Regions from separate parts of the Mus musculus genome. Here regions 1 and 2 are each linked to region 3. The links are chromatin contacts, called in public Hi-C and promoter capture Hi-C maps. All regions are on one chromosome and are shown on one strand. Each heading gives the region's core, a stretch centred on a gene start, on an enhancer-like site or on the middle of the called end of the contact. The rest is flanking DNA. Distances are from core to core; before and after follow the strand shown. Region 1 holds the start of Zfp184 (zinc finger protein 184 (Kruppel-like)). Region 2 holds the start of Pom121l2 (POM121 membrane glycoprotein-like 2 (rat)). Region 3 holds the start of Zkscan3 (zinc finger with KRAB and SCAN domains 3).

Region 1 (4,132 bases), core at 1,400-3,899, 540 kb after region 3:
GACAGCCAGAGCTATACAGAGAAACCCTGTCTCAACCCCCCCCCCCCCAAAAAAAAAACCTAATCGGTGAGGATTACTGAATGGAAGCTAAGAGCATGAATAGTTTTATAAGAATGGCTATACCATCCTCCAGAACGGTGTATTGCTTGCATCTTTGCTGTAGGTTCAGGAGAGCTCCTTTTGTTCTACATCCTTTTCAGTGTTTGGTGTCACTGTCCTAATTCTAGATCATTGGTAAGGAGTATGCCGGTGTGATTTTATTTTAATACACATTTCCCTGACACTAAGATGTAGAGTGCTGTTCATATTTCTGTATTCTGTAAATATCATCTTTGGTGAGGTGTTAAAAGTTTTGAGGTTTGGCCTATTTTCTAAATTGGATGGTTTATTGAGCATTGTTAAGAATATTATTAAAATAACAGTTTATTTTGCTGCTGGATTTTAAAACCAGGACTAAGCAAAAACTACCACTGAACCACCTGTTCCTCTACTTCTAAAAGCTCTTTTTATATTTTTGGTACAAATACTTTAATAGGCAAGTGTTTTTTTGTACCTGGTCTTTGCTACTTTGCTACTTGTGGACTCTTCTTTTTCCCACCCTTTATTCCCTTGGTTTCATCCCCTATCACTGGATAGGAGAGAAAGAAGGAAAGAGAGGGGGGGGGAAGGGGAAGGGAGAAGGAGAGGGGGAGGGGGAGAGGGAGAGATCTGAATCTATTTTTTTTCTTATTTCTTCTTGAGCATGACTAACAAACTACAACCAATCTGAATGACCACCAACCACCAACCCCACCTCTCAGTGCCCTAGCGTTTGAAAGGTTCCTAAAATCCCAAACGTCACATAGTTGCAGAAACAATCTGCAGCTGGCAAAACCATGCCTCTGCTAGAGCATGAGGTAAATCATAATCAACTGCTTTGGACAGTCTGAAGCAGCCTCGTAATCCCACACCTGGGATTAAAACTAGAACACATTCTTATATTTCTTAAAAAAAAAAAAAAAAAAAAAAACAAAAAAACAACCAAAATTCCAAAATTGTCATTACAGTTTTCAAATATCTCCCAGTCTGGATTTTTCAGTGTAGTAAACAGACATGTGGTTGACTGTCCTAACCATGAGAATATATGAAAGATGACTGTAGCTGTTTCCCATGCACCTCACTTCCATCTGAGTCATCACTAGAATCTAATGTCTATATAGCATCCATTTTTTAAAGGCATTTGAGACTTTTTAAAAAATAATTTATTTATTATATGTAAGTACATTGTAGCTGTCTTTAGACACCAGAAAAGGGCCTCATATGTTACTACAGATGGTTGTGAGCCACCATGTGGTTGCTGGGATTTGAACTCAGGACCTCCTGAAAAGCTGTTAGTGCTCTTACCCGCTGAGCTATCTCACCATCCCCAGCATCCATCTTTTAAGAATAATTTAGTTTAAATGCTATAACTCAGTAATTCTTCTAGCTTCTACTCATAATCAAATTTCAAAGTCACTTTCATGTGTCCAGGCATTTATTTCAACAGAGCCCCATTCCCAGAACCAAAACCTGTGAGGTGCTCCTAGCCAGCAAACAGAAAAGCTAGTGTTAGAAGTCTGGTCCTAAGCATGCAGTCTTCTATAAATTCTAGTTCCAAGGGCTCCTACATCCTTTTCTGGACACCAAAGCATGTCCCTTCACATATGCCCACAAACAGACACATAAAATCAATTAAAAAAAAAAAACTAAACATGATTGCTGTTTGCATTCTCTTTTTTATCGAATGTCTTGTTGCAACCATTTCTCTAAATATCATCCCCTTTCCTTAAAGTTTTCATGTGTAGCATTATCATTTCCAGGTCTGGTGCTCTCAGCTAAGGAGGGGAGCCACTTTAGCCCTTCTGTCAAATAACTGGGGAGGAACAGAAGCCCTTAGATGAGTGGGCCACATCTTTGAAACATAAAAACCTATTTGTTGCAATCTTCTGTGTTCGTCTAGAGCACTAATGGATATGCTTTAAGTGCTAGGCAAGGAAACGTGCAGTATGTAAAATACTGTACCATCACCTTCTCCCGGCTTCTTTAGTATTTAAAAAAAAAATGAGAGTCGTTTTTCGAAGACATGAAAACGAAAAAATATTTTCAAAACGACAAATACCATATAAATGAGAATGCAGACCAACCAGGTAATAAAAGTAGGGTTGAACGATGAAATGTACGCTTGCATTTTGAAATTCTCTGTGAGGGGAGGTCAGATCCTTAGGAGGTGGAGAAGGTGGATCAGGATTTCAAGGCCAGCCACATGTATATAGCAAGTTCGAGACCAGCCTGAGGGGCATGGTACTGCCCCCAACATCTCCGCCCAAAACCCTGAGGGTGTGTGAATATTGGTTACAAACGCTATATATGGCCACCTCTGCTCACAATCCAAATCACTGGACACAAACGGTAGGCAGGTTCAACCTCCCGAGCCACCAGGAGGGACTGCAGCATTTGTGGAAACCTGGGAAAAGTAATTCAGAAACACTGCGCGTTGCATTCTGGGAATTGTGGTCCTTTGTGTTCCCCGGTGAGGCGCTCCTGTGTGTTGCGGGGAGGGGGAAACCAAGGGAAAGGGTCTACGCGACCGGAAGTGACCGCTAAGCCGACTGTGGGCGTGGAAAGGGGTGGGCGTTTGGCTCGTCCCACGGCGTAAACTCACAGCCTGAGTTTTGATGACCATCCCAGGTCATCTGGATCCAGGATCCTTGGAGTGCGTCACAAGACTGGAGTCCAGGTATCACCATGGCAACCACCAGCGCCTTGGGTGTGTGACGTCACCTTGCGGGCTCGCGTAGTGCGGCATGCGCGGGAGGAAGCCGGGGAGTCAGGGAAGGGGGCGCGCCTCCCCTCGGCGTTGCCGGGGACCGCGGGTTCCCCAAGGCTTTGTTCCTTTGTTCTGGGCCGGGCCAGCAAAATGCGGAGCAGCCCGCCTTTCTGGTGTGCCCCGCAACAGGTGTGTCTGGCCGCCTGGGAAAGTGGGAGATCGCAGACCCTGTGGAGGGCGGGTGGCCAAGACTAGGTGGGCGCCCAGAGTCTCTACTGCAGCGAGGCAGAGCTGTTCGCTCCCTATTCACTTTTTGTTTCTTGTAGCAATCCAAACTTCCCCTGTGCACGTCCGATCTTGGACAGGACCTCTTGGCTACTCTGTACGAGTCTGAGGTGCGACTGTAAGACGCGTGCTGCAGAGTGTATCCTGTGCCTGGTAGGCCAGTCTCGTAGAGCATAAGACACCTACTCTGGAAGGAGAGCGGGACATCCAAGTCCCAAACTGAAGCTGCCCAGGTATCCACGTGTCCAAGTTCTAGCGGAAGACGTAGAGCTCCTGGGATGGCAGGTAATGGCAATGGCCAGGGCAGAGAGGACTGGTGTATGGCGAACTGAGAGGTGGGAGGAAGAAGTAATGTGGCCAGGGGTAAAGAAACCTAATTACATCATCGAAAGAGGCTTGAAAGAATTAATTCTGAGTTCTGGACATCAGAATTTGAAAAGGAACAACAGTTCAGAATATCTGATCCTCTTGACATTTCTCTTTTATTACATTTCCGAATAGAAAACTTTAGTCAGAAAAAAAAAGGTGTTTTAACTTATTGCAAAGATTAGTTTTGAAATATCTTGCAGAAAGCAATTTTTTCAAGCTTGTTCTGGTGCAAGTGTGTGTGTGGACTTAAACTCACCATTTGGGTGCAAATGTTTCCTTGTTTTTTAGTTCCTTTTACTAACAGTGCCTAGTCCTGTAACCTGTGTGTAGATCTTAAAAGCACCAGATACTGTCAGTAATTTTACAATGATGCCGTTACCTGTGAATTCAGCTGTTAGAACTCCTAAGTTCCCTGTCAAGCAGCCTAAGTCTCATTTCCTATGATAGGTCCATATAAGATCGCTAGACTTCTTTGAGTAGTCTTTTCCTAGTTAGCATATTTCTTACATTGCAATGCCTAAAACTAAACAGTTCTTTAAATGTCCTTTTAAAAATACCTAAGAGTATGATCTATTACTATCTTTCCCTTATCACATTTTTGTTAATTTTTTTAAAAAGATTTTGTTTTATGTGTATAAGTGTGTGCTTGCATGTCTTTACTTTCGTTAGGTATGGGAGAGTGTCACTGAATAA
Region 2 (3,809 bases), core at 878-3,377, 580 kb after region 3:
TTCAGAAATTCCATAAAATCATTAATCCATCTAGACAGCTTTATCTCAAGAATTTGATCTTTATTTTGATCTGCAAGAAATTTACACAACAGAGTGGGCTGTCATCCAGGAAATAATCATATCAAGTTATAGGCAGCGGGGGTCTCCTGGGGTCCACTCACATTAAGCCAGATAAATGCGCAGTGACAAACCTGAGAAAGCACAGCAGTAGCAAGAAGCAAGCCTCTGGGGTTGTGCCACATCGCAGTGGGTGATGGGCAGTCTTAGGGAGCTCACCTGCCCACTTTACCACTTCCTGCATGGTTTCTGCCACCTGGCCTTTTCGTTTATAAGAAGGAACCCTGACTCTGCCCCGTGGGATTGCTTCTCCTCTGAGCCTCTGCTATGCTCTTCTGTGTTCCTTAGTTAAACTTCTTAGCCCCAACAGTCTGCTTCAGTGTCCCCTTGAATCCTATACCCAATCTCTAACTTTGCTTCACACTGGCCTGGCCTGAAATTCTTTTCTGTGGTGAAGACAAAGATTCAGCCTTACCTGGATGGAGGTCTCTGAAAGGGAACTGTTGGCTTGGCCATGGGGTTTTGTTTGTTTGTTTGTTTGTTTTTGTTTTTGCCCCTGCCTTTGCTGGAAATAGACTCAGCATTAAGATAGTACACAGACTTCTAAACTGGCTCTCATGACTTCAACTCTTTCCTGGCCATTGTTGTTCAGTTTGGTTCTTTTAAGACAGGTCGATAAAAAATCCCAATAGTCAATTTTTACTACTTAAAAAATAACAACAATTGGGCAATGGTGCACACCTTTTATCCCAGCACTCAGAAGGCAGAGGTAGGTAGGTCTCTGTGAGTTCAAGGCCAGCCTGGTCAACATAGAGTGAGTTCTAGGACATCCAGGGCTACATAGAGAAACTCTGTCTCAAAAACAAAACAAAACAAAACAACCAAAAACCAAAACCAAAACCAAACCAAACCAACCAAACAAAAACAAAACAAAAGATAACAACAATAGCACACAAATCATTATACTGTTACCTTTCTGTCCTCTCCTTTATTCTTCCTTCTGCCCCAGTCTTAAGCAACCAGCAATCATTCCTGTGGATTTGCAAACTCTGTTTTGTTACATGTGTGGTGAACTCCCACAATTGAATGATTTTCTCAGCATACATTGTAAACGTATGTCCCATTCAGTCATCCTCACTCAAATTTTAGTTCACCTCCTTCCCCAGTTTCTCTATGCAACCACCTCCTGGGGACACTTAATAGCTGGATACAGCCCTATTTATTCCTACCCTCCTTACATGCTAGGGGCATCTCAGTGTGAACTTCTAGAACTGTTTCACATTTGTAGATAGATGCTCTATTGTTGAGACATAGAAGTTTCTACTTTCTATATTTCCTGAATGTCTTACAGTAGCTCTGTGTATGTGTGGGGTACTTTCGTGTGCTCATGGAGAGTCTCTCCACCTTACTTAAAATTTTAAAAATTACATTTCGTGTATACAGTGTGTATGTATACACAGTATGTATGTATATACAGTGTGTATGTATACACACACACACACACACACACACACACACACACACACACGCTATTGCTATATTGTGTATTTGGAGCTCAGCGGACAGCTTATGGGAGTTAGCTCACTCCTTCCACCAAGTGCATGCTCAGACTTGGCCATCTTGCTTGTCAATACTGTTTTGAGAAAGTGCTTGGTTAGCTACTTGTTTTGTTTTGGGTGAAATGTAAGATTCTAGCTCATGGCCAGGCAGAGTTCTTTGATACTTTGGTCCACTGGCCAGCATAGGGGTGTAGAGTGAAACTTTCTGTATCCCCCTAAGAAGTCAGTTTTACCTTCAACTTCTATCAACTTGTTTAACACACTAATTCTGCAAGTGAATAGAGGTTTGGTCGGGAAGAGGAGCTCCAAGTGTCTTCTAAATAGACCCTTTCCCGCCAGGGTGCAAGGTTACAAATCCTGACTTTATCCCCTGAAGGTATGATGCTGGGTTTGGCCATGAGGAGGCTCTGATAGAACTCACAGACATTACCTCAGCTGGCTGCTGCCTTTCCCATTGACAAGTCACAATGCCCTATAGCCTGCCTAAACAGTTCCATCTTCCTCTGGTCCTGTGCCCTCTCGAGCACACCCACTCGTTCCCTCGTACGTTCACTCGTACGATGAAGGGATTCAAATCACCCAGAGTCGCTTCCAGCTCAGAGTTTGGGGAACTGGGACGCGCACCAATGCGCATCCAGGTCCAAGGCCGGGTCCTGCCTGGATGCTAGACACCGAGCCCCCATGAGCTCTGCCAGTGTGGTGCTCAGACCGCAGATCCCAGAGCGGGCTGACGTGGTTGCCGTGGCCCGCGTGTCGCCAGCTCCCCAGTTCCCTCGCGCTTTTCTGGCGCTCGTGGCCCAACCGTCACTCGAGCAGCGGATGCTTGGATTCGGCCGCCTCCGCCGAGGTTGAAACGGGGCTAGAAGTCACCGCCCGTCCGCGCCTCTCAGCATGGGCAGCTACCTGGGCAAAGCGGGGTCCTCGCCGCGGTCCCCAGCACAGGGGCGCGCAGACTCAGGGGAGAAGCCTGCGAGCCGCCGACCCGCTAGGCCCCTCTACCAGGTCCACCGGGTGCAGCATGTCCACCGCGCCCAGCCCGCTCGGAGACACAGGCCGGCCCGGAGGCCGCCCAACTGGGATCCCGCCAACCCTACCGCTTTCGTCAGTGAGGCCTGGAGGCGCTTCCCCATGAAGAGGCCACAGAACCCCATCATGGGCTCTCTTCCTTCAGACTGGTGGGAAAGTTACCTGAAGCGTAATATTTGGTCCCTTCGTCACCCTCGGGCCACATGGAGTCCGGTGACAGTCAAGATCTCGCCTCCTGAGCGGAGACCACGGCCCTTGTTCCCGGTCTCAAGAGTGGTGAACTCCGCGGGACCTTCAGAGGAGCCACCAGGGCCCTGTGGAAAGGACCCGGTGCTGAGGGCCCTCCTCCAGTGCAGGAAGGGCAGAGCCAGGTGGGAAGAGCCACTGTTCCCGGACACCTCCGACAGCCAAAGGCATTCGGCCTCCGTATGGTCCGCCTTTAAGCCCCTGTTGAAAAGTGGGGCCACTGTTTCGTTTGTGGCCAGGCCTGGGTCTCTGAAAAGGAGACCCCATGTCCAGAGCTCAGATGATAAATGTAAGAGATCCGGTTGCTTCTCTGGGGCCCTTGTGGCCAGCATACATACCCAAGGCCCCCCCAGCACAAAAAGAAATGCTATTACCAGTTCTTACAGTTCTTCTAGAGAGCTCTCAGGATCTTGGAAGAGACATTTTCTCAGGACATTAGTCCAGACTCCAGAATGGCCATTGAAAAAAGCAGGAGAGAGTCCTAATTCTCACCTCTCAGTCACACCCAGCAGCTCTGGACAGCTAAATGGAGAGATTCCTCTACTGCAGTCTGGCCCTAGGGACCTGCTAACTATACCTTGCCAGCAAGGTCCTGTTGTCACTGAAGAGGACCCAACATTAGAGGGGCAAGCTGTGCCGAGCAACCAAACCACAGAAGCTACAACCGGGACAGCCGGAGACTCCATTCCAGAGATGAGGGCTGGAATTCAGCCTACCTTGTCTCTCAGTCGGTCGTCTTCTGAGAGAGTTCTTAGCACCCACGTGAACCCTCAGCTGGAAAGCTTGAAGAATATGCCTGCCCCACTCGGGTGCTCACAGTTAGAGCACATCCAAGGCATCTCTTCAGACTCAAATCCCTCAATTGCTTCCACCCAGGCGTCTCCAAGCTCTCCCACAACACCAGTCACTGATTCCACCTGG
Region 3 (3,731 bases), core at 615-3,114:
TCTAAATTAAAGCTCCTACTTTATAGCACATTGCTGTACCTGCAGATGAAGGGATCTGTTGTCTTGGCCTCTAGTTAGCTGTAAAAAGAATGAAAGAAAGACAGGGGAAGGAGAGCAGGAAAAGGAAGGAAAAGGGAGGCTGGTAAGGACGGATGGGGGAAAGGCAGGAAAAGCATGACTGAAGAGGACTATAAGATTTATGGCTGAATGGTGGGCCTACTACTGCAGGTGAGATGGAGTTTCTCTCTGATTCACATTCAAATCTTTACTAATGTCATTTTAAATAGTAAACAAAACCTTATCTTCTTTCTTTCCTGAGTACAGGCCAAAGCATTTTGTTGGGATCAAGGAAGAAGAGTAGAGCTGAGGCTAGAAAAATGAACACTGATACATTCTTAATAACGGCTTCACACACTCACGTTTTGTCAGCTTGCCTATCTGGAGTCTCACCAGCTGGGCAGAGTACAAAGGTACAGGATCAGAAGACTGTTTACCAACACAGGCGTTTGCCAAATAAGTAAACCAAAGACAAGGGTTTTGTTTTTGTTTTTGTTTTTTGTTAAGTTACAAATAGAGAAAAGAATGCTTCAGGGATCCCTGTATACCCTCAGGAGGTTAAAGATCCAATTCCTTAAGAAAAAGAAGGAAGATGAAAGGACTTTCAAAGACCACAAGAGGCATCAACTCAATGACCATGGCAAACTGTGTATGGTCAATATTAGCTTTAAAAACCTGCAAAAAGAACAAAGGGTGTTAGTGGGAACTCAGGATCAGATCGACTTATCTCTAATCTATCGCCAATCTACCTATCATCACTTCTAACTATCAGCCGTCCGTGTGGTTCTCACACTGGAGAGGAATCTCGCTGAGGGTCAGAAAGCTGGCAGGTCGGCAGCAATGTCTGCTTACAACAGGGTCCTAATCCTTCGCGGTTAGACGCTCCTCCTGTTTCTCAAGCTCCTCCTCCCACCAAAAAAAAAAAAAAAAAAAAAAAAAGGCATCCCCAGGATTTTAAACCTCTGTGAGCCTGACCATTACAAGACACTACACAAACCACTTTTACTCTTTGCTGTGGGATAGGCTCTTTTCCAGAATGTTCTATTTTCCCTCCTAAAATACAGAAATCATTCATTATAAAGAGAACTGATAAATAGTACTAACATTCAAAAGACAACAGCCAGTACCAAGGCTGATCGATGAAGAGAAAGTGCTGTCCTAGTTAGGAAAAGCAACAGGAATAATAACAGCTATCTTTACACTGTGCAGATTACCCCGTGCCTGGTACTATTTTAAGCACCTTTGCACAAATGAAGCCATTTATTCCTCACAACAATCCAGTAAGTTAGGCGACATCATTATCCCCTAAAATAGCAAAACACAGAAAGGTTAAGGGACTGGGGGGAGAAGTCACAAAGGAGCTGAGGCCAGATTCGACCAAGCAACCCGATTCCAAAGTTCTGGCTCTCTTCCAGTACCCCAGAATAAAGACCTTGGAACTGACCTTGTCTCCAGGAAAAGCAAAACTGTGACGTCTCCCATTTTCAAAGCTTAAGTACAAGACCCGAGAATCCCATCGCCAAACGCCCTGAGACTGACCAGACACCCGGAACCGGCCTGAGGCGAGGCGCCCGAGGCCCTGTCGGGCGCTCGGCCCAAGTGGCCACCGAGTTTATCTTCTCGGCGCCACTAGGCCGCGGAGGAAGATGTTTTGTCCCACCCCCAACCCCCACAAGCAGCCGACCCCTGCGGGAGGACGGTAACAGGACGGGACCCAAACCCACCCGCGAACGCAGCACCTCGTAGCACCCCGCAGTCACAAAAGTGTCGAAAGTCCGACCCCGGGGGGCGGGGCACAGAGCACTTCCGGCTTCTCTAGGCACCAGCGACACTCTATGATCCCCCCCTTCTCCCTCCTCTTAGTGGTTGCTTCGTAAAAAGACTTTTAAAAAGAAATTCTTTTAGCTGAAGTAGCAATGCAACATTTTCTCTCCTCCCTTTACTTCCTCCAGTTTTTTCCGTCCTCTTGGTTGCCTCGTAAAAAGACTTTTAAAAAGAAAAAAATTTTAACTGAAGTAGAATTACATCACTTTCCTTCCTCCCCCTAGTCTTTTCTCCTACCCTCTCACTCTCAAGCTGATAGCCTCTTTTCTTTGTTATTGCTACATTCATGTGTGTTTGTGTATATGTATATATGTTGTATATATGTATGTGCATGAACAAGTATATATCTATATCTATACAGATATAGAGATATCTGTATCTATATATGTACATATTCCACTGGCTAAGTTTTTGTTTTTATATGTTATTTGTGTGCATATGATTTCAAGGTTTCAAGACTGCATTGGACAGCTAATAAGAGGGCTCATCTTAGGGAGAGACTAATTCTCCATTTCCCAGCAGTCAATAGTTGCCAGTAGTTCTTTGGTTTGGGGTGGCACCCTGTGAAATTTTACCCCCTTCCATTGATATTGATATTGTCTATTGATACTGCAATTGTTTCAGTCTTGTGTATGCAGCCATTTCTTGGAGGCTGTTTCACAGCTGACATCCTAGATTTCTTACAATTTTTTTTTTGCCTCCTCTTCCTCCATGTCCTCTGAGCCATAGATGCAGGAGACATGATGTGGATGTATCTGTTGGGGTTGGGACCACCATGATCTGTCAGTCTTTGTTCTGTATCCAATTGGGTTTTTAGTGATGGTCTCTATTCTTTATAAAGAAAAGCATCTTGGATCACAGGTGGTAGCTACATTATCCAGGAAAGATGACTCTAGCACCAAGAGACTTTCAAAATTTGTTTTTTCCAAGGACAACTAAGGGAAGATAGCAAAAGAATGAGCTCCTATATAGCCTTCCTGAAATCTCTGTGATGTCAAGAAAAAGGAAAATTATATGTTCTCTATCGTCATAAAGAAGCCCTAGGGAAATGCATAAGAAAATGTTTGTTTAGAAACTGCATGAAAAGGGAAAATAAAAGTGAGAGGAAATTAAACTATTAATTATAAATATATAACAGTATTTTTGTTTTTGTTTTTGTTTTTGTTTTCCGAGACAGGGTTTCTCTGTGTAGCTCTGGATGTCCTGGAACTCACTCTGTACACCAGGCTGGCCTCAAACTCAGAAATCTGCCTGCCTCTGCTTCCAGAGTGCTGGGATTAAAGTCATGCGCCACCACGCCCGGCAACATATAACAGTTTTCAGGACCATTCTGAATGCCCTTTATAGAAAAAGCCAAGATAATTTAATCTTCAACTTATAATTAGCAAATTTAGCAAAGCTACTAAAATTTCAAAATTGATATTGATAGTTACATTTTTATAACAAACACAAATAAGAAAACATCACCTTAAAAGATAATCATTACAGTAGCAAGAAAATATAAAAGAGACCTCAACAGAAACAGAAAGGCTTTATTTATTAAGGATAGATAGTTGAAAGCCAGAGAAATTGGCTCATTCCTATGATCCCAGCATGTGGGAAGCTGAGGAGGAAGAGCCACTTCAAGTTACAGCTCCAAGTTCCAGGCCAGCTTGGAGTTCTGGATTACAGGGTGAGAGCCATCCTCACAAAACAAAACAGCCCCACTCATGGTCATGCAAGTAAACACAATTAAACCCAGTGGTTCACACACACAAAGAGACATCATGTTGTGGTGATCCCAGCCACAGAATTATTCTCATTGCTACTTCATAGCTGTAACTTAGATGTTATGAATCATAATATAAATA

Evidence for each region. Hi-C and Micro-C count contacts between places; a contact is called where the count stands out from the background. Capture Hi-C pulls out chosen DNA fragments and counts their contacts.
Region 1: a contact with region 3 is called in a Hi-C map of uterus. The contact joins the promoter of Zfp184 here to the promoter of Zkscan3 in region 3. A contact is called at or near these places in 4 of 39 promoter capture datasets (the C10 cell line, cranial neural crest, liver and 1 more), 1 of 484 Hi-C or Micro-C datasets (uterus) and 2 of 9 other capture datasets (adipose tissue and liver).
Region 2: a contact with region 3 is called in a promoter capture Hi-C map of adipose tissue, with 2.6 times the contacts expected there. The contact joins the promoter of Pom121l2 here to the promoter of Zkscan3 in region 3. A contact is called at or near these places in 2 of 39 promoter capture datasets (liver and pre-B cells), 1 of 115 datasets of contacts at active chromatin or transcription factors (memory CD8 T cells) and 3 of 9 other capture datasets (adipose tissue, macrophages and pancreatic islet).

Annotation. Positions count from the first base shown.
Region 1 is chr13:21,942,445-21,946,576 of GRCm38.p6, forward strand. Zfp184 (zinc finger protein 184 (Kruppel-like)) reads left to right here and starts at 2,650. Exons shown (of 6, transcript NM_183014.1): 1 at 2,650-2,755; 2 at 3,112-3,355. The coding sequence starts at 3,349.
Region 2 is chr13:21,979,054-21,982,862 of GRCm38.p6, forward strand. Pom121l2 (POM121 membrane glycoprotein-like 2 (rat)) reads left to right here and starts at 2,128. Exons shown (of 1, transcript NM_001162928.1): 1 at 2,128-3,809. The coding sequence starts at 2,508.
Region 3 is chr13:21,400,891-21,404,621 of GRCm38.p6, forward strand. It overlaps Zkscan3 (zinc finger with KRAB and SCAN domains 3), which reads right to left and starts at 1,865. Exons shown (of 6, transcript NM_001145778.2): 1 at 1,782-1,865.